7 separate regions of the Mus musculus genome follow, and all the other regions are linked to region 6. Evidence: chromatin contacts called from public HiChIP or PLAC-seq and promoter capture Hi-C data. All regions are on one chromosome and are shown on one strand. Each heading gives the region's core, a stretch centred on a gene start, on an enhancer-like site or on the middle of the called end of the contact. The rest is flanking DNA. Distances are from core to core; before and after follow the strand shown. Region 1 overlaps Cdh4 (cadherin 4). Region 2 holds the start of Cdh4 (cadherin 4). Region 3 holds the start of Mtg2 (mitochondrial ribosome associated GTPase 2). Region 4 overlaps Cdh4 (cadherin 4). Region 5 holds the start of Lsm14b (LSM family member 14B). Region 6 holds the start of Fam217b (family with sequence similarity 217, member B). Region 7 overlaps Cdh4 (cadherin 4).

What was found. Promoter capture Hi-C pulls out the DNA fragments that hold promoters and counts their contacts. HiChIP or PLAC-seq counts read pairs in DNA pulled down with a chosen protein or histone mark.
Region 1: a promoter capture Hi-C map of the 3T3-L1 cell line shows a contact between it and region 6, with 11 times the contacts expected there. The contact joins the enhancer-like site here to the promoter of Fam217b in region 6. A contact is called at or near these places in 10 of 39 promoter capture datasets (the 3T3-L1 cell line, 3T3-L1-derived adipocytes, the C10 cell line and 7 more) and 3 of 115 datasets of contacts at active chromatin or transcription factors (embryonic forebrain, embryonic hindbrain and forebrain).
Region 2: a contact with region 6 is called in an H3K4me3 HiChIP or PLAC-seq map of forebrain, with 6 times the contacts expected there. The contact joins the promoter of Cdh4 here to the promoter of Fam217b in region 6. A contact is called at or near these places in 5 of 39 promoter capture datasets (the 3T3-L1 cell line, the C10 cell line, embryonic stem cells and 2 more), 2 of 484 Hi-C or Micro-C datasets (cortical neurons and embryonic stem cells), 3 of 115 datasets of contacts at active chromatin or transcription factors (embryonic forebrain, embryonic hindbrain and forebrain) and 1 of 9 other capture datasets (pancreatic islet).
Region 3: a contact with region 6 is called in an H3K27ac HiChIP or PLAC-seq map of embryonic stem cells, with 4 times the contacts expected there. The contact joins the promoter of Mtg2 here to the promoter of Fam217b in region 6. A contact is called at or near these places in 4 of 39 promoter capture datasets (the 3T3-L1 cell line, 3T3-L1-derived adipocytes, hippocampal neurons and 1 more) and 2 of 115 datasets of contacts at active chromatin or transcription factors (embryonic midbrain and embryonic stem cells).
Region 4: a contact with region 6 is called in an H3K27ac HiChIP or PLAC-seq map of SST interneurons, with 6 times the contacts expected there. The contact joins the enhancer-like site here to the promoter of Fam217b in region 6. A contact is called at or near these places in 7 of 39 promoter capture datasets (the C10 cell line, embryonic stem cells, hippocampal neurons and 3 more) and 1 of 115 datasets of contacts at active chromatin or transcription factors (SST interneurons).
Region 5: an H3K4me3 HiChIP or PLAC-seq map of forebrain shows a contact between it and region 6, with 5 times the contacts expected there. The contact joins the promoter of Lsm14b here to the promoter of Fam217b in region 6. A contact is called at or near these places in 4 of 39 promoter capture datasets (cranial neural crest, hippocampal neurons, maxillary cranial neural crest and 1 more), 3 of 115 datasets of contacts at active chromatin or transcription factors (astrocytes, embryonic forebrain and forebrain) and 1 of 9 other capture datasets (liver).
Region 7: a contact with region 6 is called in an H3K27ac HiChIP or PLAC-seq map of embryonic stem cells, with 3 times the contacts expected there. The contact joins the enhancer-like site here to the promoter of Fam217b in region 6. A contact is called at or near these places in 6 of 39 promoter capture datasets (the 3T3-L1 cell line, the C10 cell line, embryonic stem cells and 3 more) and 3 of 115 datasets of contacts at active chromatin or transcription factors (embryonic forebrain, embryonic hindbrain and embryonic stem cells).

Annotation. Positions count from the first base shown.
Region 1 is chr2:179,848,629-179,851,384 of GRCm38.p6, forward strand. All of the region lies in intron 6 of Cdh4 (cadherin 4), which reads left to right. Among named protein-coding and RNA genes, the nearest start is that of Gm36066, 46 kb to the left of the region's middle. Within about 2 kb of position 1,288, at least 5 of the 459 cell types and tissues checked have an H3K27ac peak or open chromatin away from gene starts, as enhancers often do.
Region 2 is chr2:179,441,063-179,443,762 of GRCm38.p6, forward strand. It overlaps Cdh4 (cadherin 4), which reads left to right and starts at 1,369. Exons shown (of 16, transcript NM_009867.3): 1 at 1,369-1,616. The coding sequence starts at 1,560.
Region 3 is chr2:180,069,259-180,071,958 of GRCm38.p6, forward strand. It overlaps Mtg2 (mitochondrial ribosome associated GTPase 2), which reads left to right and starts at 1,335. Exons shown (of 10, transcript NM_181424.3): 1 at 1,335-1,357; 2 at 2,536-2,628. It overlaps Ss18l1 (SS18, nBAF chromatin remodeling complex subunit like 1), which reads left to right. Exons shown (of 11, transcript NM_178750.5): 11 at 1-943.
Region 4 is chr2:179,469,500-179,472,232 of GRCm38.p6, forward strand. All of the region lies in intron 2 of Cdh4 (cadherin 4), which reads left to right. Among named protein-coding and RNA genes, the nearest start is that of Cdh4, 28 kb to the left of the region's middle. Within about 2 kb of position 1,257, at least 3 of the 459 cell types and tissues checked have an H3K27ac peak or open chromatin away from gene starts, as enhancers often do. A contact at or near this core is called in SST interneurons, where this site is marked.
Region 5 is chr2:180,023,634-180,026,393 of GRCm38.p6, forward strand. It overlaps Lsm14b (LSM family member 14B), which reads left to right and starts at 1,354. Exons shown (of 10, transcript NM_001372364.1): 1 at 1,354-1,679. The coding sequence starts at 1,553.
Region 6 is chr2:178,413,170-178,415,869 of GRCm38.p6, forward strand. It overlaps Fam217b (family with sequence similarity 217, member B), which reads left to right and starts at 1,365. Exons shown (of 4, transcript NM_001081289.1): 1 at 1,365-1,539. Ppp1r3d (protein phosphatase 1, regulatory subunit 3D) reads right to left here and starts at 1,294. Exons shown (of 1, transcript NM_001085501.2): 1 at 1-1,294. The coding sequence starts at 1,038. The coding sequence ends at 199.
Region 7 is chr2:179,492,901-179,495,624 of GRCm38.p6, forward strand. All of the region lies in intron 2 of Cdh4 (cadherin 4), which reads left to right. Among named protein-coding and RNA genes, the nearest start is that of Gm52541, 28 kb to the right of the region's middle. Within about 2 kb of position 1,366, at least 8 of the 459 cell types and tissues checked have an H3K27ac peak or open chromatin away from gene starts, as enhancers often do. A contact at or near this core is called in embryonic stem cells, where this site is marked.

The DNA.
Region 1 (2,756 bases), core at 38-2,537, 1.4 Mb after region 6:
AGTTGCTCTAATTGTTTGTATCCTGGGTCAGGCACCAAGTATTAGGCCTAGAGTGGGAGATTTTGCTTTGGCCCTTGGTCTTGTCTTTGTCTCTATGGTAACATTAGACTAGGGCTGAAGTGTAGGAGAGGGGAACATGTGTTGGAAGAGAACATGGGAAAGGAAGACACTGTGCCAACTAGAATTAGGAAACCAGGCCAGAGACCAAGGCCCACCAAACATGCAAACCCCTCTCCCAGCCCAGGAGGTAAGCCCCTGTGTCAGAGCCTCTGTTCCCCTGAGAACTGACCCAAGAGCCTGTCTTCCCACAGACCCATAGGTCATATGGCTTTACCATGTGCCAGGGCCCTCACTACAAGTCAGATATCACCATCCCTGCATTCCACAGTCCTGACAAGCAAATGGACCAGTCACCATTTAGCAGTGAGGAGACACTGTGGACCCAGGCCAGCTGTTTATGGGGATCACAACACAGGTACCCACAATTCCCAACCCTGCTAGAGGCTTACATGAGGGTACAGAGTGCTAGCCAGACCCATGCCTGATAGGCCCACTAGCTTGGTCTCTTCAGGAAATATAATCCCTAGGTGATCCTACTAAGCTGTGCCCTGTGATGAGAGCATGGGAGGACCTCACTAGACAAGCCTTACCCCAGGAAGGGTAGGATGGATGAGATCACAGAATCCTCTGCTGAAGATATCAGATATAGGCATTTAAAAACACGGGACACCCAGGTAACCTTGAAGAAGCCACTCCACACGGCTATGCCCTGAGCAACTCTCAGATACATTACAAGGTTACCCCGTGTTTTTTTTTTTCCCTCATTATTTACCTAGCTTCCTATACTTTATCTGCCAGCCCCAGCCCTGGAGTTCCGGCAGCGATCCTGAGCTCTGCAGAGCACTGGGTAAAACAGAAGCAGGTTTTTCTCAGAAACCCAAAGCAAGCAGAGCCAGGGCAGGCTGTCTTCCAAGGAGCCTCTGCTCCCCAGGCTCCACGGCCCCTGTGAGAGGTCAGTCTCTCCTCTGACTAAGGCAGGAGGGCAAACATTTATCACACTCTTCTCCGTTGGCAGAGGTTGTCATTGTTCCTGTCTCTGGGGGCTGCTGCTTCAACAAAGCGATTGCATTTTCAAATGATTGTCTTTCAGGATGGGAAGACACTGGCGAGCCCAGTGTCACCGGAGAGAACGGGATGTAACATTATTTCTGTGGAACCTCGGGCAGCTCATCCCAAGGCAGTCCCTCGAGGGGCAGGGGCAGGCAGTGGGCAGGCAAATTAGCTACAAGGAACCGAAGAAACCGAATGAGGGCAGCCAAGGGCACATCTTGGAGGGGCTGGAGGGAAGGCGCAGCTCAGCTGGGGTGTGTTCTCATTAGCACAGAGGCAGGTGGCCTCTCATCCAGGACCTGGGGCTTAGCTAATGGGCCTGAAATTCTCCTGGCCTTCACTCTCACAAACCAGGCTTCCCACACCTTCTTTTAAAGCAAACAGAAACTAAATAAATAAATAAATAAATAAATAAATATCAAACAGCATGTATAGCTGGCATTGACTCATTAAGACAACAGAAACAGCAAGTTGCCTCAGCACATCTCCGAAATTCCCATAAGCCACTGAGCCTGCAGATGCAAACAGTGGGTCCTTCCCAGAGCCAGCCAAACAACAGAAGCCCTCACAGATCTGAGCCCTGCTCTCAGGCTGCTCACAGCAAGCCATCCAAGGTCTGAGCGTGAGTTCTGAGTGACTTTCAGGGCTCCCGGAACTATGAAATCTGTCTCTGGTCCCTGAAGGAGTCACGTATTCAGACCAACTATGGGATGAAGCCAGATGATGTCACATTAACCTGGCGCCTCCTTCCTCCCCAGACCCCAGCCACAGGCAAGGACGTGGCGTCCCTTGCTGTAGCACAGTCCCTGGGCCCTGGAAATTGTCTGCAATTTCTCCTCCTCCATCAGTAAATTACAATAATGGAAGGGTCTTTGTAAGAGAAAGGAAAGCTACTGTCGGAAATTAGTCATTATTCTCTGGAAAGATGGGCTAATGAGAGGTTTCAGATATGCGTCCTAATGGAAAACAAATGGGAAAAGATTAAATATTGACTAAGCCGGCAGAGAACATTGAAGGGTGGGGTTTTCTCAGGGACACTCATGAGCTGCCTGGGGTCCCACAAGCAGCCTGGGGTCCCCTCAGTTTCCTCCAGAGCCTCAGTCTTCTCTCAATTGTAGGAATTCACTAGAAACGTCTTTTTGCCTAAATTATGGGCTCCTTGAGAAAATACATACTCTCATGTAGAGTAGAAAAAAATATAGCCACCACCACCCTTCACCTGGCTCCCACAGTAGAATCCTCCAGACCAGGAGGTAGGGTCATCGGTTCAACCACAGCCATGTTAAGGGCTGGCCAGTATCACCTGTACTCACCTATGTGTATGTGTCTTTCTTTTGTATGTGTACCTATGTGTCTGTTGTATGTGTCTGCGTGCATATGTCTGTCTGTTAGTGTCTAGGTGTTTGTGTCTGTGTGTGTATATTTCTGTGTATTTATGTTTGTATATGAGCCTATGCATGTATGTATATGTGTGTGTATGTTTGTATGTGAGCCTAAGCATGTATGTGTATTGTGTGTCTATGCTTGTGTATGAGTCTATGCATGTATGTGTGTGTGTGTTTCTGTACACGTCTGTGCCTATGTGTGTATATCTGTGTATGCCTACGTTTGTGTGTGACCCTATGCATGTATGTGTGTGTATTTGT
Region 2 (2,700 bases), core at 119-2,618, 1.0 Mb after region 6:
TCCAGGTCTCCATATTCCTTCTCACCTCCCCAGTAAGCTCACCGACTCGCCAAGCTGTACTCAAGTCTTGCTTTGGTCTGGGTACCTCTCTATCAAGAGTGAATGTTTCTTTGTCTCCCCAGGGAAGGACATAGAAGAGTCTGAAGACTGCCCAGCCAGCCATGCTAAGTTAGTAGCCTCTCTCATTCCTTAGCAGGCCAATACTGGGACAGTCTGTGGCATAGGGCCAGGTTGGCACAGGCTTGGTGTTCAGATACTTGGTGGTCCAAGCTAAACCCAGTCTCATACCTCTGGACAGAGCCCACTATGCACCCTGGGTTACCCTGATTTCCCATGGCTCGAGTACTAGTCAGGAGACCTAGGGTGTCATCCACCATAGTGGGGGGAGGGGGGGCAAGGAAGAAAAGGTCTCTCTGTCCAAGTTAACTATGACCTTGGGGCAACTTAATTCACTCTTCTCAAACCAGAACTATTGTATTCTGGACACAGATTTTCTCAGAAGAGAGACAAAGAACATTTGAAAAACATCTGAGCAGACACTCCACTTTTCTGTACATTGCTTAGCCAAGGGAGGGATGGGGAAGCCTTCACTCACAGTCCAAGCTGCCCTTATTTTTCCGCGAGAGCGATACGATGCTTAAAGAAATGCCTGCAGTCAGGGTTGGAAATTGCCCATGCGAAGCAAATGGAGCTGGCCTGCCCAGGGAGCTGACGTGCCTGACAGCTCTGCCCGCTGGAGTCCCTTCCTTCCTTCCGCGGCCTCTGATTTCTTCCTTGCCTATACAGAAGACCTAACTACATTTTGGCACACACAGAGGAATGGGTAGGAATCCTCCCAAACCTTGGAGGATAGCCAGAGCCAGGCCCACACTATAAGGGGTCAGCCGAGCCAGCCCAGCTGGAGAGTGACCCCTCCCCTCTCCCTCTCTTCCGATCCCTGAGCTGTTCAGAGGGCTGGAGGCCATCACAAAGGCCTGTGTCCGGAGACTTAGATGACACAGGGATGAAGGAAGTGTCCACTCTTCACTGTGGGCTCTGAAAAGAAGTTGACCTAACATCACGGTGTGATCACAAGCAGGGGTCCCACAATCTACAAAGGACATCTAACTTGCTGGGCAGAGACTACACAGTCTTCTTTGGTTCACACCGTCTTTGCTCCTAGAAACCCAGTCTCCCTGGCTTCGTCTGCTCATACAGGCCTCTAGTTGTCCCACGGGACTGAGGCCGCCCTGCCAGCGAGCAACCAGGCCAAGCGGCTGAGCGAGTGGGCGCGGGAGCGGCTCCTTTAAGGCCCGCGTCAGGCCCGGCCGGAGGGGCGGGGCCTCGGCGAGGCCGCCGCTCAGCTTCACCTGCAGTTCCGAGCGCGCGGAACAGAGGCGCGGGCGGCTGCGAGGCCGGCGGACGCACCGGCCGGAGGGAGCGCGCCGCCGGCCCACTTGGCCTGGCTCCCGGAGCCCGGGCGGCAAGTGCGGGGAAAAGCAGGGCGGGCGCGGGCGGAGCATCGCCGCGGCGAGGGAAGCCGGGCACCGGGCGAGCGCCGGGGCGGCGCGGCGGGGACGATGACCACAGGCTCTGTGCTGCCGCTGCTGCTGCTCGGGCTCTCGGGCGCGCTCCGGGTAAGTTGCCGCCTCTCCGATCGCAGGCGATCTGGGAACCCGTGGGGCTAGCTGGTGTCTCCCGGTCTTCTCAAACCGCCGCCCGCGCTGCGCGAAGCCGCTCGCTATCGGAGCGAGGAGCCGCGGAGCTGAGCGGGCGGGACCCTAGGTGCCATCTCGTTGCCCGATCTGCGCTCCGGGGCCGCCCTCCGTAGTGTAGTACTCGCCTCCGCCGCCCGGCAGTCGCGCATCCCGAGTTCCAGCCGCGCGCCGGGTCGGGTCGGCTGCGCGGGGCGCTCTCCCGGGTCCCGTGGGTGCCGCGGAGCTCGGCTGCAGTGGGAGGCGGAGGCGACTAAGGGGCGCGGGTTGTAGCCGCGGGGTCTAGCAGGTCCTCCCGACTTAGAGAGGGATCGGGAGGAGGGCGCAGCGGGAGCGCGAGGCACTGAGCCCGGGGACTGGAGCTGGACACACTCGCTGTTTCCGCACAGTCTCTGCGCGGTCTCCAGCCGGCTCCCTCGGTTAACTCCAGCTCGCTGCGGGTCTTCGGAACGGCTCAGCGGCAGCTCCCGCAGCGACCCTGGGCGGAGACCGAGTGGCCTGAACCCCCTCTCGTGGCCGATCGGTCCGGTGGCCTGCTCGCTGCCACGCCGAGGTATTCTCTGCGATGAACCAGGGTTGGCGACCGGCTGCTCCGAGGCCACCGGACCATCGCCTTGCGCGGGGAACACGCCCCGGGGGGACAGAAACTTTCCCGGCCGACTTTTGTCTCCCGCGGGCTGCAAGAGCATTTCAGAGCTGCGATCCCCAAGAACCAGATGTCATTCTGAGCTTGGCCGGGGGAAGATCCCCGACCCAGCCCTCCCTTTCCTAGCCTCCGGGGCCGGGTACTCGAGCCCGAGCTACAGGCTGCAGGCTGCGGGTGGCCTCCCAGCGGAACCCGGGCGGAGCTGTTGCGCGCAGCTGGAGGACTCGGCCGGCAGGGAGGCGCGTTCCGCTCTGGCGGCCCGCGAAGCTGAGACTGCAGGGTGCTGGCTGCGCCCCCGGCTCCCGGAGCTTGCTCACCAGGGATCCGGAGCCTGGTGCGCCTTCTTCTCCTTAGCGGAGT
Region 3 (2,700 bases), core at 85-2,584, 1.7 Mb after region 6:
AACTGTGAAATGGTTTTTATTCCTTGCCAATCTGGGAATATGCCTTTTATGTATGCATACATGTGCAAGTGTGTACGTGTGTGTGTGTGTGTGTGTGTGTATGTATGTGTGTGTATGTGTGTATATATATGTGTGTATGTTAAAGTGCTGTATTAGTGTGTATGTGTGTGTGTATATGTAAAGTGCTGTGTTAGTGTGTGTTAATACTTTTTGAAAGAAAAGAACACTTAAAATATGTATCACCCCAAAAGTTCAATTTGAAATGTCTTACATTAAGAATTTCTTGAATGTTGTGTATATATTTTTAAAAGCACTTTGTGAAATAGTTTGTACATTTATTTCCTAATTTATACCTGATTTTGGTGTTAATATATTTAATGATTAATATTGTTTATTTAATGTTTTATTGATTTTTATGTAATTTTGTGGGGGAAAGTGATGCCAGTCTTTTTCATTGCCTGTATTATAGCTTTTCTTCTGTAACATGAATGTTTGAAAAGTCCTAGGCTGAAATGAACCCTTCGTGCAGGTGTGGTTGACTGTGTTTTGTTTTCAATGGTTCCTCCTACTGAAGGCCAGAAAAGATGCAAAGGGAGATTTGGAAATCGCTGCTCATTCTTCCTCCTGTTTCCCAGCATCCGTTCAATACTTGGTGAACTTGACCACTGAGGACTGGGGTTTTCAGATGTGCTGACCACTACGCGCTGCGCTTGTCAGGGGCTATGGGTGGATGGACATCTCTGCAGACTTAGCATATAGCACAGTGGGAGATGGGAGATGTCCGCAGAGGCACTGGGCAGACACAGGCCTGGCCCAGAAAGGAGGTGTTTTCCTTTCCTGTTGTACCTGTTCTCAGACGTGGGCTTCAGTGACTGAGTGTCCGTTCAAACTTGTAAAAAGAGGAAGACTTTCCATTTCCATTAAAACACTTTTTTAGCCATTACCTCATTTCTGTTTATTGAGCATGTTACGTCTGTCTTGTTATTTGTGAACGAAGTACAGTTTTTAAACACCCTATCATTTTCACCCTTGTTTGGTTGGTTGGTTAGACGGAGGCGCACTGTACAAACCTATGTGACTCTCAGACATTCCCGGCCTCTTTTTCCCGAGACTGGAATTAAAAGCGTGCGACCCGGCACCTGGCTTTTTCCTGGTTTTGTGAGACAGGATCACTGTGTGTCTCAGGCTGGGCAGGAATTCACGGCGATCCTTCTGCTCAGCTTCCTTGGTGCCCAGACTTTGGCTTTGGAGCCACAGAGACCACGGGATTCGGGGGGCGGTGCCTCGCCTTCCGGTTTGCTGCTGCACTGCGCGTGCGCGGCCAGAGCCCGACCCGGAACCAGTCGAGCGAGCGGAGGTGGGAGCTGTCGGGAGCGGGTGGGTGCGGGCGGCATTGCACGGGTGTGCGTTCTCCGGCGGCAGGCGGCGGGCGGGATGACTGGGCGGGATCTCTCTCTGTGTGCGGTGGCTCTAATGAGGAGAGCCCGTCCGGCCTGATCGCCGTAAAGTTGGTTTCTGAAAGACTCGCTCTCGCCTTAGCTTGAGCGTGATGGCGCACGCTTGTAAGCGCAGCTTCCCAGATGAGACAGGTGGATTTCTAGGAGTTCGAGGCCCGCCTAGGCCACATAGTGAGACCATGAACAGAAAACAATGGCAGAAACGTCCCCTTGCCCAGCTCTTTTGGAAAGCCTTTATGGATGCGCTACTAGGGTAGAGGCTCACCTGTTAAGATGCAGGCGCCGCAGTGTGTCGCCTAACTATGGGCAGTTGAGTCTTCCTGAGTCCCCGCCTCCGCGGCTTTGTAGAGGCATTCTTTTAAAGATGAGGTAAAGAAGCATTCTGCACACTAAGGATCGGTAGAGATGCGCCTGGGGTGCGAGCAAATGGCCTTGTTCCTACTCAGAAATCTAAAGGACCAGCATGGAACAGTTTCGGAGCTGTCGGGAGGTTTCCCTGCCTGCATGTGAACCAGTCTGGGACCTTGAGTGCTGGGTCGGGGATTGGGTGGGAGGTGGCAGCTGTCCCTCCAGTCAGTCTGTCCCACAAGGCCCCATAGGGCAGGCACCCAGACAGCAGCGTTGTTGAACGCGTGCTTTATTTTGTTTTTGAGACAGGCTCTCCCTTGCTGGCCTGGCACCCAGATGCCTGTCTGGCTTCCGGAGTGCATCTGCCACCGCACACAGCAGGAACACTTACCCCCACCCCCGTGAATGGCATATAATTAAGTAAAAACCATGTAATGTGAGTTGTCAGGTGACAAAATGATACTCCAGTTTCTAAATGTTTTCCACATGAAGAACGAAGTAGATCACAAACATATGTAATGAAGTGTAAAAGTATGTAGCAGAAACAGTAATGCCCGCGTGGGATTTAATATCCGGTAGCAAAGTGAAAATGGAATGCTTAGAATTAAGTTAGTTAACTGTGAATACTGTTAACCAATTGTGCTTAGCCTATAAAAGAATAACACTGAAGAAATGAAAACATTCCTCAAGAATGCTTTTTTTTTTCCCCCTTTCTCTTTTTTTAAGACAGGTTTGCATGTGTCTGGCTCCCTGGCTGGCCTTGAACTTGCTAAGTAGTAGAAGATGACCTTGAACTTCTGACCTTCCTACCTCCACCTCCTGAGTAAGTGGTGGCATGCCTGGATTATGTGATTCCAGGGGTCAACCCCAGGGCTTTGTGCATGCTAGGTCGGTA
Region 4 (2,733 bases), core at 7-2,506, 1.1 Mb after region 6:
CAATCCCTCACTTCCACTCTGCTCTGTTCATCCCAGATAAGGAAATGAAGAAGTGCACAGAACCCTAATGTCTCAGATGTCACGTTCTGCCTTATTAGAGGAAGCAGTACCAGTGCCCCGAGGAACCCATGAGGTTCTGGTGATATCACTCCACCTCACTCCATGACAGTGAGGTAACACTCTCAGTTGCCCCCTTGGACACTTAGTGCTCAGCTGGTGGCGTTATTATAGGAGGTCCAGGAGCCGTTGCAAGTTGAAACCTAACTAGAAGAAATGTGTTCCCTGGGGGGTGATGGCCACCCTGTTTCCTGTCCTCTCTGCTTCTTGGCTGACCCAGATGTGAGCAAGCAGCCTCACCTTCCCACTTCCATGGCCAAGACCCACCCCTCCTCATTGCCCTGCACTATGGAAGGCACCCTCAAAGTCTGAGTTCAAACAAGTCATTCCTCTTTAATGTGTCACATATTTGGTCAGAGCACTGAAAAAATGACACCCTCCTTAGGCTCTGGGCACATTGAGAGCTGAAACCAGCTTTGGGCCTAGGTGGGCACAGGGGAGTTGGGCGGTGCGACTTGGGAGCAGACTCCAGCTGGGAGCAGGTGCCCTGTAGGTGAAGTGTGTAACCGTTTCTCTCTCCAGTGCTACATTGTCTTTCTGGCTCAGCCTAGGGTCACCTGCACCTTGCAGGCAGTGTACACAGCTGTGTACATGTGAGGAAGGGATTCCAGGTGGTAAATGCTATCTTGACTCTGTGCCAGCTGACCCCAGGGAGATGCAGGTGAACAGAGGGGGGACTTTCCCAATTGCTGGTGAGCTGACTAACCCAAATTAGCTCATCCCTCCCCAGTAGCCTTACCAAACTGACAGGAAATGTCATACCATGGGTTACTCTGTTCAGAGCCAGGCCTGACTCCAGTAACGGTGCCAAGTGCACAAGTCTAAGGTGCAGATGACACAGCAGGCTGACCTGTGCTCCCCACAGATGTGGCTAGGTATATGTAGCCCACGTGTGCAGCATCTATACGTGTGACTCTTCCAGATCAAGTGACTCTAAGTTCTGCCTAAATGTCTTGGGGCAAGGTTGGGAGGGTGCCGGGGGGAATGCTAATTGTGGCTTGGGAGCCAAGAGGGGTCGTTCAGGCCTCCTTGCTCAAGAAGGGAAATTACGAGCAAACGTGTCTGCTCGGCAACTTTAGGGAAACAAACACACAGCAGTGGAAGAGCTTTTTAACAGCCCTGCACATCGGTCTGGTTCACAAGGCATCTAAACCCAAAATAAAACAATGGGGAAGGATGTGCGGCAGCTTGCGGGAAGATCCCCAAATAGCTGACGGCTTCATTTCTGTTTGTTTATGGGTAGATTTCAGAGTCACATCTGTTACTTCTTTGTGAGCTTAAAGACATCCTCTGGGGTTGTTTGCTTTCCCAGCCTGCTTTCCTTCTTTCTTTCTTTTTCTCCCTTCCTTCCTTCCTTCCTTCCTTCCTTCCTTTCTTTCTTTCTTTCTTTCTTTCTTTCTTTCTTTCTTTCTTTCTTTCTTTCATTTTTTGGATGCTTTGAGACTGACGCTGCCCTAACGTTGGGTGACAAGGAGGGCAGTTGGAAGAGCAGCTAGGTCAACCCCAGGAAAACAATGGCTGCCATGGGACCTGGCTCCTGGGAAATTTCTTCTTGGTACTTCTCAAAATATTTGCTCTGTGGAACAGCCACTTGACATGGGGCTGCTGATCCCCAGACATGCAGGACTGACACACCCACAGGCTCCCCATGCCCTCTCCATTTTGCTTCTTGAGCCCAAAGCCATGTATCTTCTGTGAGGTCTAGTATTACACAGTGGTCACTCTTCCAAGATGCCTGGTTCGTAGCCACTACTTTCCTCCTTCCTTCCTTCCTTCCTTCCTTCCTTCCTTCCTTCCTCCCTTCCTCCCTTCTTTCCTTCTTTCCTTCTTTCCTTCTTTCCTTCTTTCTTTCCTTCCTTCCTTCCTTCCTCCCTTCCTTCCTTCTTTCCTTCTTTCCTTCTTTCCTTCCTTCCTTCCTTCCTTCCTTCCTTCCTTCCTTTTTTCTTCCTCCTCTTCCTCCTCCTCTTCTCCTTCTCTTTCTCCTACTCCTCTTTCTCCTCCTCCTCCTCTTTCTTCTTCTTCTCCTCCTCCTCCTCATTATTATTATTGTTATTATTATTATTATTATTATTATTATTATTATTACTGCCAGGCACCTTCTAAAAGAAGGGCAGTCTCAAAGGCACTAGTAGGTTGTGGGCCTCCCCAAGTTCTGTTTATTTCTCCTGATGGGATGACACTCTTGGGTGTGCTCTATCTCAGTGTGATCTATCTCGGGTGTGCTCTATCTCAAGTGTGCGCTATCTCAGGTGTGCTCTATCTCAGGTATGCTCTATCTCAGGTGTGCTCTATCTTGGGTGTGCTCTATTTCAGGTGTGAGCTATCTCAGGTGTGCTCTATCTTGGGTATGCTCTATCTCAGGTGTGAGCTATCTCAGGTGTGCTCTATCTTGTGTGTGATCTATGTCAGGTGTGTTCTATCTCAGGTGTGATCAGAAGGTGATCTCCACTCTCTCCTGTGAGTGCAGGTGTGGTCGTAGCTGGGCATTAGTGGTTCCCTGAAGCTGAAGAACTCATGTTACTTATGGGGTGTTAGGCTTACCTGACATACCCTGGGTAGTCATTGGGACAGACAGACAAGACATCTCACCCTAAGAGGTGAAGCTTGTTGGATGAA
Region 5 (2,760 bases), core at 104-2,603, 1.6 Mb after region 6:
GAGGTTAGAGACCAGTTTGGGCTGCACAGTCAGTTCCCCGCCAACCTGAGCTAAGAGTAAGACAGACCCCTGTCACAACTAAAACTAAAACTAAAAGAAAACAAAAAACAAAAAAACAAAACAAAAAACAGGCTCAGCAAGATGGCTCAGCGGGTAAATGCATTTGCTGCTAAGTGTGACCCCCTGAATACCCATTTCCGGGACCCATATGCTTCCAGGAAGCAGAGAACTCCTAACTGTCCTCTGGCCTCTACACATGTTGTGACATATGCACACACGGACACACATGCACATGCACCGAATAAGAAAATATTAAAATTTAAAATTGTTCACAACTATTCCCAGCATCCTCCGGCAGTGGTGGTAAGTTGATGTCACTACAGTAAGAAGTACGTTTTATGGCTCACATTTAAGAGAAATTGTTTCACAAAACAGTACTTGTTTTCACTATATGGGATGTTCCCTTATCTCCTCTTTCATTCTATTTCACGTTTATAAAATGCCAATCGCCACCAAATTTCTCATAGTAACTAATATTGGGCTCTAATCTGATGGTGGAGACTAACTGTAAATTAGCATGCGCTCATACATACAAAGTTACCCGCTATGCATGATGCGGAGTCAGCAACGCAAGAATGGGAAGCGATTTAGGGGGAAATCTCCCAATTTTATACTGCGGGCTGGGCTTTGGGCCGCAGTCTGAGGACGCGCGCACGCGGGCGGGAGTCACCCAAAACAGTCAGGGCTTATTTTAGGGATATCAGGCTTGGGAGCGCAGGGCTGCCCCGAGCTCCCCCTGCACTTTCTATTTCAGGGTCGCCCCCGCCGTGAGCGCTGCAGAACTGAGCAGCACCCGCCTGCCGGTTCCTTAGCCCCGGGGAGCAAGCGGGACTGAAGACGCACCTGGCCCGGCGCTGTCGGGGTCCAGCTCCAACAAACAAGAAAGGAAGACTGACAACTCCGCCCTATTAACACCTGGGCCAGAAGGGTGCCAGCGGCACGCGCGGAGGGAGGAGCCTGGCGCTCTTCCAGGTCCAGCCCCCGCCCCGCCCCCGAGTTTGCAAACAGTGGCCTCCCGCCTGCCCCGCGCACGCGCGCTTCGCCCCGCCCGCTCAGTCTCAGGCCCCGAAGCGGTGAGCGAGGCCCGCCGGGAACCGGCTGGGAAGACCCGGAGAGGCAGGTCCCCGGCCGGCAGCTTCCAAATGCGCAGGCGCGGCCCCGCCCACCGCCTGCGGCGCGGCCATATTTAAAGGGAGCCGGCAGCGAGGAGCCAATAGGCTGCGAGCGTACGGGGGCGGCGCGCGGTGGCGGGAGGCCCCGGATGTGGCTGCGGCGGCGCTCCTCCCCCGCTCCCTTCAGACTCGGGCTAAGCGCCTCGCTCTGCTCCCTCTCCGGTTCGCTCGTGGCCCGCAGGCCCCTAGGCGCGGCAGGAGGCGCCTCGGAGGCGGCGGCGCGGAGCTGCGCAGGAGTGGGAGGCCAGGCCACCGCGCGGCAGCGGAGCGGGCGGGGCCCGGCGCTGGTCCCCCGCGCCCTGCGCGCCCCGGCCGCCGCCATGAGCGGCTCGTCCGGCACCCCGTATCTGGGCAGCAAGATCAGCCTCATCTCCAAGGCGCAGATCCGCTATGAGGGCATCCTCTACACCATCGACACCGACAACTCCACCGTGGCGCTCGCCAAAGGTAGCGGCCCGCCGCCGCCGCGCGCCCAACTGACGCCCCAACAGCTCGCCGCCCCGCGCCTGCCCGCACAATGGTGTTCCCCGCTTCGGCGGGGGCTGTGGGAGGAGCGGACCAGGATCCTGCCGGTGTCGGGGGGTGGGGCGGCTTTGAAGCCGTGGACCTCCCCACCTGCGAGACGCCCTCGCGGGGCGAGACGCGCGCCGAGGCGGGGGGCCCGGGTCCGGCGCGCTCTCCTTGGAACCCCTTGGTAGCCACCGCCCGTCGAGTCGCGGTGCAGCCTCTCGCCGAGCTAGGGCGTCGGTTGAACTGCGGCTGTCCTGCTCTGAACTCTCCCGACCCTGTCCACTTGAGGGGTTGGTTTGATGAGAGAAGTCCAGAGTCGGTGCGCTAGTCGCGGCAGCGTGAGGGCCCAGAGCTTCTTTGTCTTCTTTCTCCGCGTTAAATGGGGCGCTTGTTTCCTTCGGCTCTCCAGAAGCGTGAGCGCCGCAGCCCGCCCGGGGTTAACGTGTTAGACCCTCGAGGGTGCAGATGGGAGGTTCGAGGCCAATCTGAAGCCAGCATGCTGCAGTCCTGGGCCATTCTCCTAAACCCTAGCCATACCTCCTATTTGAAGCGAGGCGCACAGACCCAGACTGGTGCTGCAGTGAAGGGCTCAGGGTTCCGGCTTTTTGTTCTCTTGAACTCTTCATGCTGCACTTGACGTGAGATCCCCTGTTGGAGAACCAGACCCAGAGTAGGCCCCTGTCCACAATAGGAGTTTGCTACTTAAAGCCTGCCACCAGATTCAGCTCAGCCCAGGAGTCTTGCCAAAGAGAGGTGTGCTAGCCTTCCTAGATCCATCCTGTCGAGGGTCCGTTGGGTCCAGGATTTCCTTATGAACATAGAAACTAATGTTGGGGGTCTGAGTTTGGAGATTTGTTCCCTTTGTTTCTGCAGCAACCATGGCCTGTTCTTTGTACCAGGGCTAGGGAGATTTCGTGCTTGCCTCAGAAAATCTCCTCAGCTGCAGCTTGTGATGAGGGCCTAAGGGTCCATCTGCAAAGTCAGATGTGAGAAAAGAGGTTCTACAAAGAGCTCTGCC
Region 6 (2,700 bases), core at 115-2,614:
ACAGGCTGACCGCCAGGCTCTCAAGAGAATTCACTACAAGACAGGCCAGGCTACCGCCGCAGGGCTTCACAGTGAAAAATTAGGCCAGACCACTAGGAAGGAAGGCTGGGATGGGAGATGGCCGCTCAGAGAGCTGCACTGGTGGGGAAGTGTCTGCAGGTCTGCAGAGATGGAAGCTCCTGGTTCACAGCCCGCAGCTCAGATGAAGTGAATCCAGCTCTCCTCGCACTCCCCGCGTGGCATGTGCAAGGCATGACTGCGACAAGTAAGGCTATAGTCGCGACCATCATTGTTGTCCCAGTACTCAGCACCAGCTACGCCATAGCGCAGTGCGAAGTGTACCTGGGAGCCGAGCTCCAGCAGGAAGGGAGGCACTGGAAAGCCGAAGGCGAAGATGTCCTCGGTACCTTCAGCACCTGCAGGTCCTCTCCAGCGCGCCACTGCCTCATGCGCACTGCGCCAGCCAGAGAAGGTGTAGCGCACCGTCACCTGCTTCTCGAAGGCCACGTTGCGCACGCGCACTGTGCCGCTGATGCCCAGGTCAGAGCAGGTGACACGTTCCAGGCACACAAGCTGGCGTGCCAGGCGTTCTCCGAAGCCTGGGGTTTCGATGGGCGGCGAGAAGTCGGGAACCAGGCACTGCAGCGTGAACTCCAGATCCTGGCTGCTGCAGCACAGGTCTGAGTTGATGGCTAGGCGCGACAACACGTGCAGCGGCACGGACGGATCGTCGCCTGCGTTAAACACCTTGACCTGCGCCAGCTCCAGGCCCAGCGCGTCAGCGAAGCGCACCCGGACCTGCCGGTTGCAGCCAGCTCCGCACGCGGCGCCCGGGGCTCCCGCAGCCTTGGCACGGCGCTCGGGGGAGGTGGGCAGCGAGCGCGAGCGTCGTTGGATGATGGGCCGCAGCCGAGGGTCGCAGCCCGGGGGTCTGCAGGGTCGTCGATCCATGTCCGAGAGGCAGCTGAGGCTCCGGGGCACGAGTTTCCGGGACCCCGGGGTCGAGGGCAGCGGGGCAGAACCAGAGCCTTTTGACATGGCCCAGCTGGGCGGGCGTCACCGCCGAGCCACTAGGCTTTAGGGCTTGACAGCCTCTGGAAGCCCCGAGGCACCGCACCCAACACGGAGACTGTGTTCGCGGCCTGGCCCTGGTCTCAGCGGCGGGCAGCCTCGAGCAGCGGGTGGCGCTATCCAAGGCGGCTTCCCGGGGCGTAGCGCCCTGCACGGTGTCGGCCGCTTCTCTCCTTCCTCTGAGCTCTTACGGGAAGGCCAGCAACCCCGCCGCCCAGACGCTCAGCCGCCCGCAACTTCTCCAAGCGCAACTTCCCGGCGCGCCCCCGGCGCGCCCCGCCCCTCGTGACGCCGCCCGCCGGTGCGTCCAGCCAGCGCGCCCGGCTGCCCCGCGTTCGCCCGGCTGCCCCGCGCAGCCCCACGCTGTCGGAACCGCGCGGCCCGCGACCACCCCAGCCCCCACCCTTCCGCCGCAGCGCAGCCGCCGCCCCCGGGAACCTCGTCACGTGTGTTCAGGCTGCGGAGCAGGTCTGCTGGGTTTCCTTGGTGCGTGTGCCTGCGCACTGCACCCATCCATCAGCGATGGTGTCTACAGCAGTCTAGGACGTGCTGGGTGCCAGCTGCGGGTGGGGGCGGGACAGAGCCCAGCCAAGGTTGGCCTGGCGCGAGCTGGCCCTGGGACTGTGGTGAGCGGCCAGCCAGCCAGCTCTGGCCACCTTTCTCCAGCAACCTGGATCAGTGGCCAGACCCAGAAAAGGTTGCTTCTGCGGGAAGCATCTTGCCCACACCTCCCCACCATGCTGTGCCTCCCCATTGGCCAGGAAGCCAGTTCCCTGGGGAGGTGCGGGGGGGGGGGAGGGGGGCGGGGGAAGATGCTGCTTCCCTTAGCTGGGCTTGCAGCCAGAGAGGAAGACTGGGAAAGGGGCTAATGCCCATGATGGATTGTGCAGCTGCCCTCTGGCTCTTGAGGAGCGTTTTGTAGCCAGAATCTCTTGAGCTTTAGTTTTGCTGCTATGCAAGCTGAAGCCATGTGCTCCACCCCCTCTCTGCCTTACCCACTCATGCATCCTGATTGCACAGCAGGTTTTTATTTCTCTGAAGAACTTCACATACACACACACACACACACACGACTATGTGTCAAGTGTGTCAGGTAGATGAGGAGCCAGGATGGCACTGCGCCTGGGTCAGACATGCTGTCATGGTTGGTTTCCCACTTAACAGCAGAAAGATCAGGGTAAGGAAGGAGGGTGGGCCAAGAATGTTTTCTCCATCTAAGTGGAATCAAGCCTGTTAGTTGTGGGGTAATTGACCATAAAAGGGCCTGTTATGATTTTTGTTATCTGTACATGCACACCTAAAAGTCTTACATAATTATGGTGGGAAAGCCCAGGGTTGGTTGAGAAAATTTCCCATGATCCCATCTATTTTCCATTTGACAGAGGCTGGGGAATTATGGGAGAAAAATGTTCGGTTTCCAGGTATGCTTTTTTCAACAGGCCCCTCCTAACGGGAACTATGACCACCTTTGGTCTGGGAACCTGCACTTCCTACTGAAACAGCATCTAACACATCATGGGTGTTAGTATACTGATGATCTTTGAAATTTTTTTAAAAATACACATGTGAGTGCAGGTGTTCTGGGAGGCCTGGGGAGGGTGCTGGCCTGGAACTGGAATTACAGATCCT
Region 7 (2,724 bases), core at 116-2,615, 1.1 Mb after region 6:
TCACGCAGCTGACTTTGCCCTGGGTCAGCTTCCCTGGCCACAGTGCACTGAGGCTGGGGGACTCCCCATGGCAGTTTCGTATGTCGAACAGTGACATGATCTCTCCCCACTAGAGACCATGGGCAGTCCATCCCCCACACACTTGTGAGACAACCCAGAATGCCTTTGAATGCCACCAAGAATCCCTGGGGACAAAGGCCCTTTTTGCTTACCTCTTTTGCTTGTTCCTGGTAAGCTGAGGTGAGCCCAGAGAGTCTGCTCTGCAGGAGGAATGGGTTATCCTCTCTGTCTTAGCTACAGACACACCTCCACCCTGTGCTGCCAGGAAGCAGAGCTTGTGCTAGGGAGAGTTGAGTGCCCAAGACCAGCTAGGCAACATCTTTACAGCGTACTTCCACATGGTTCACATGAGCCTTTCTAACTGGAGCCAAGCTCTCAGATATCTCATTTTGAGGTAAGGAATCCACAGAGAGCTTGACTGACCAGCACTGAGCATCATGGGATGCATCCTCGAGGCTCTTTTTTGATTTCTGCTTTGAATGACTTAAAAACTTAACCAATACATACACGCTTAATTCTTTATCTCATGTCTCTTAAGGAGACTTGCCCACTGACCGTTTTATTTAGAGCAGGAGTCCAGGTAGCTGGATACCAGTTGTGTGTTTGTGCACTAGGAAAGAGCAGAGGGGGCACAAGCTTGCTTTCTACCCAGAAGGGCTTGGGATCAGTAGATTCTGGCAGGATATCTGCCCCTTGCACAGTACAAGCTGGAAATTTATAAGCTCCAAGAGGTCAAAGGAAGTGTGTGTGGCAGCTTGAGTCTAGACCAGTAATGCTGAGAGTGACCTGCTGCTGGCTCCTCAGTTGCAAAGCTGGGCTGCTCCTTCCCAGCCTGCTCCATCCATTCTTTTGGCAAGGATCAGGCTAGCCATCCTAGTCTGCACAGGCATGATGAGGGGCTGAGCTGAAAGCCTCCTTCCCCCAACTTCCAGCAATGCCAGTGAAGGTCTTGGTCACAGTTTGTGCAGCACAAGAGTGCAGAGGTATTTGAGGGTCAGAAGAATGCTGACACACTTGAAAGTGCACACGCGAGTGCTCGTGCATGTGGGGGGAAGGGGGTGTCACTTTCTGGTGAGTGCTATCATTCCAAAGCCACTATGGTTGAGCACTGTGTATACATTGTGAAAGCTGTCAATCCCCTGGACCTCCTAATAAGTGTGATTTCTGCTATAAATTTTAATAAAAATGCCCCTGCACCAGCCCTGGGCTTCCCCCAGCAGGATGTGCTCCTTGGTACCACATGGAGTGGGGTTCAGTTTCTGATGATCCCTGGGGGTGTGTCTTCCTCCTGCTGTTCTGTTTTGTTCCCAGCACACACCTGCCCCTTCTGCTGGCATCCTGAGGATCTCTCCCAAGTCACAGTTGAGTTGAGTGCCAGGAGTGACTCAGCAATTTTCATCCTGGGGGGGGGGGGGAGCCAGAGGGTCAGGCTGGAGGGGGAGGCACTGAGCAGGCAGCCTCCATGGAATGCCCAGATCTGGTTAGGCAGGCTAGGGACCAGAATAGCTAATGACTGGAGTGTCACCTGAACCAGAGGCTCTCTTCCAGACACTTCTGTCCTCCATGTCCCAAACCTAACTGGGGTGCACTTTGCAGAGTCTACTTGTCATAAGCAGGTCAGGGTGCGGCCAACATCTAGCAGTAGCAAACAGTGACTCTACAATAAATAAGACAATTTCAGACAAAGAGACCAAACCTCACATCCTCAAGGTGTGGAGGCTCCATAAGGCTCAGAAAGCCTGGGTTGAGCTGCAGTTCAAGTGAGAGAATGGGAGCCTCCCACCAGATGGAGAGGGAGGAAAGCGTCCCACTTGAAGGGAGCTGCTTATGCCGAGGGACTGCCTTAGGAAACAAAGGGAAATGGAGAAAGGAGAGAGAAGACAGGCATGATTAGGACTTGGATCCAGAACACAGGGAGGTGGGGAGGGGTGCTGGCTCTATAAGTGGCAGTAAGATAATGTGTCTCACTGCCCTGATCTGAGAGGTGTCACATGACAAACCCAGCCACTATGCTCTGGCTGACTCTAGTCCATTCAGCCAAGAGCCTCCTTTCCCCAGATCTCCTGACATTTGAACTCTCTGTGGGGCAGCTGTAACCCACCTAGTCCTACCTTGCCTAGCCATAAGGTAGACTTCCAGAGAGTGGGAGGGGGCAGGTAGAGGAGGACAGCGGCTCCGTGGGCTCATTAGTGGTTGATGGAGGTCAGAGTTCTCTAGCATTTATTTAACTCTGCAAATTAGACCAGTTAATTTCCTGGGAAATGAATGTAGTCCTCTTATTGATCGGGGGAGTTGCCTCCTCTACCTGGAGTATGAAGGGGGCGGAGGCAAAGTTCTGCTCATTCCGAAGGCGAGGTCACCTTTTAACAACAGAGAAAGCCTTGATCATCTCTTCTTTTCTAATGTCCTCTAAATGTGGCCCTCAGAATGTTAATCTGTTAAATGTCTCCTTAATTAAAAAAAAATGCAAATTGTGTGTTTGCATATGCAATAAAGAGAGAGATCATAGGGGCTCTCCTGAGGGGCAAAGCCTGAGGAGACCCACATGGCCTGGCTGCCACATGAGGCTTCTGGGAGACTTGGCTAACCACACACCAAGGGTGGGGGACAACTCAAAGAGACTAGGGTAATTGAGTTCTTTAGGATGAGCCACAAAGCGCCACA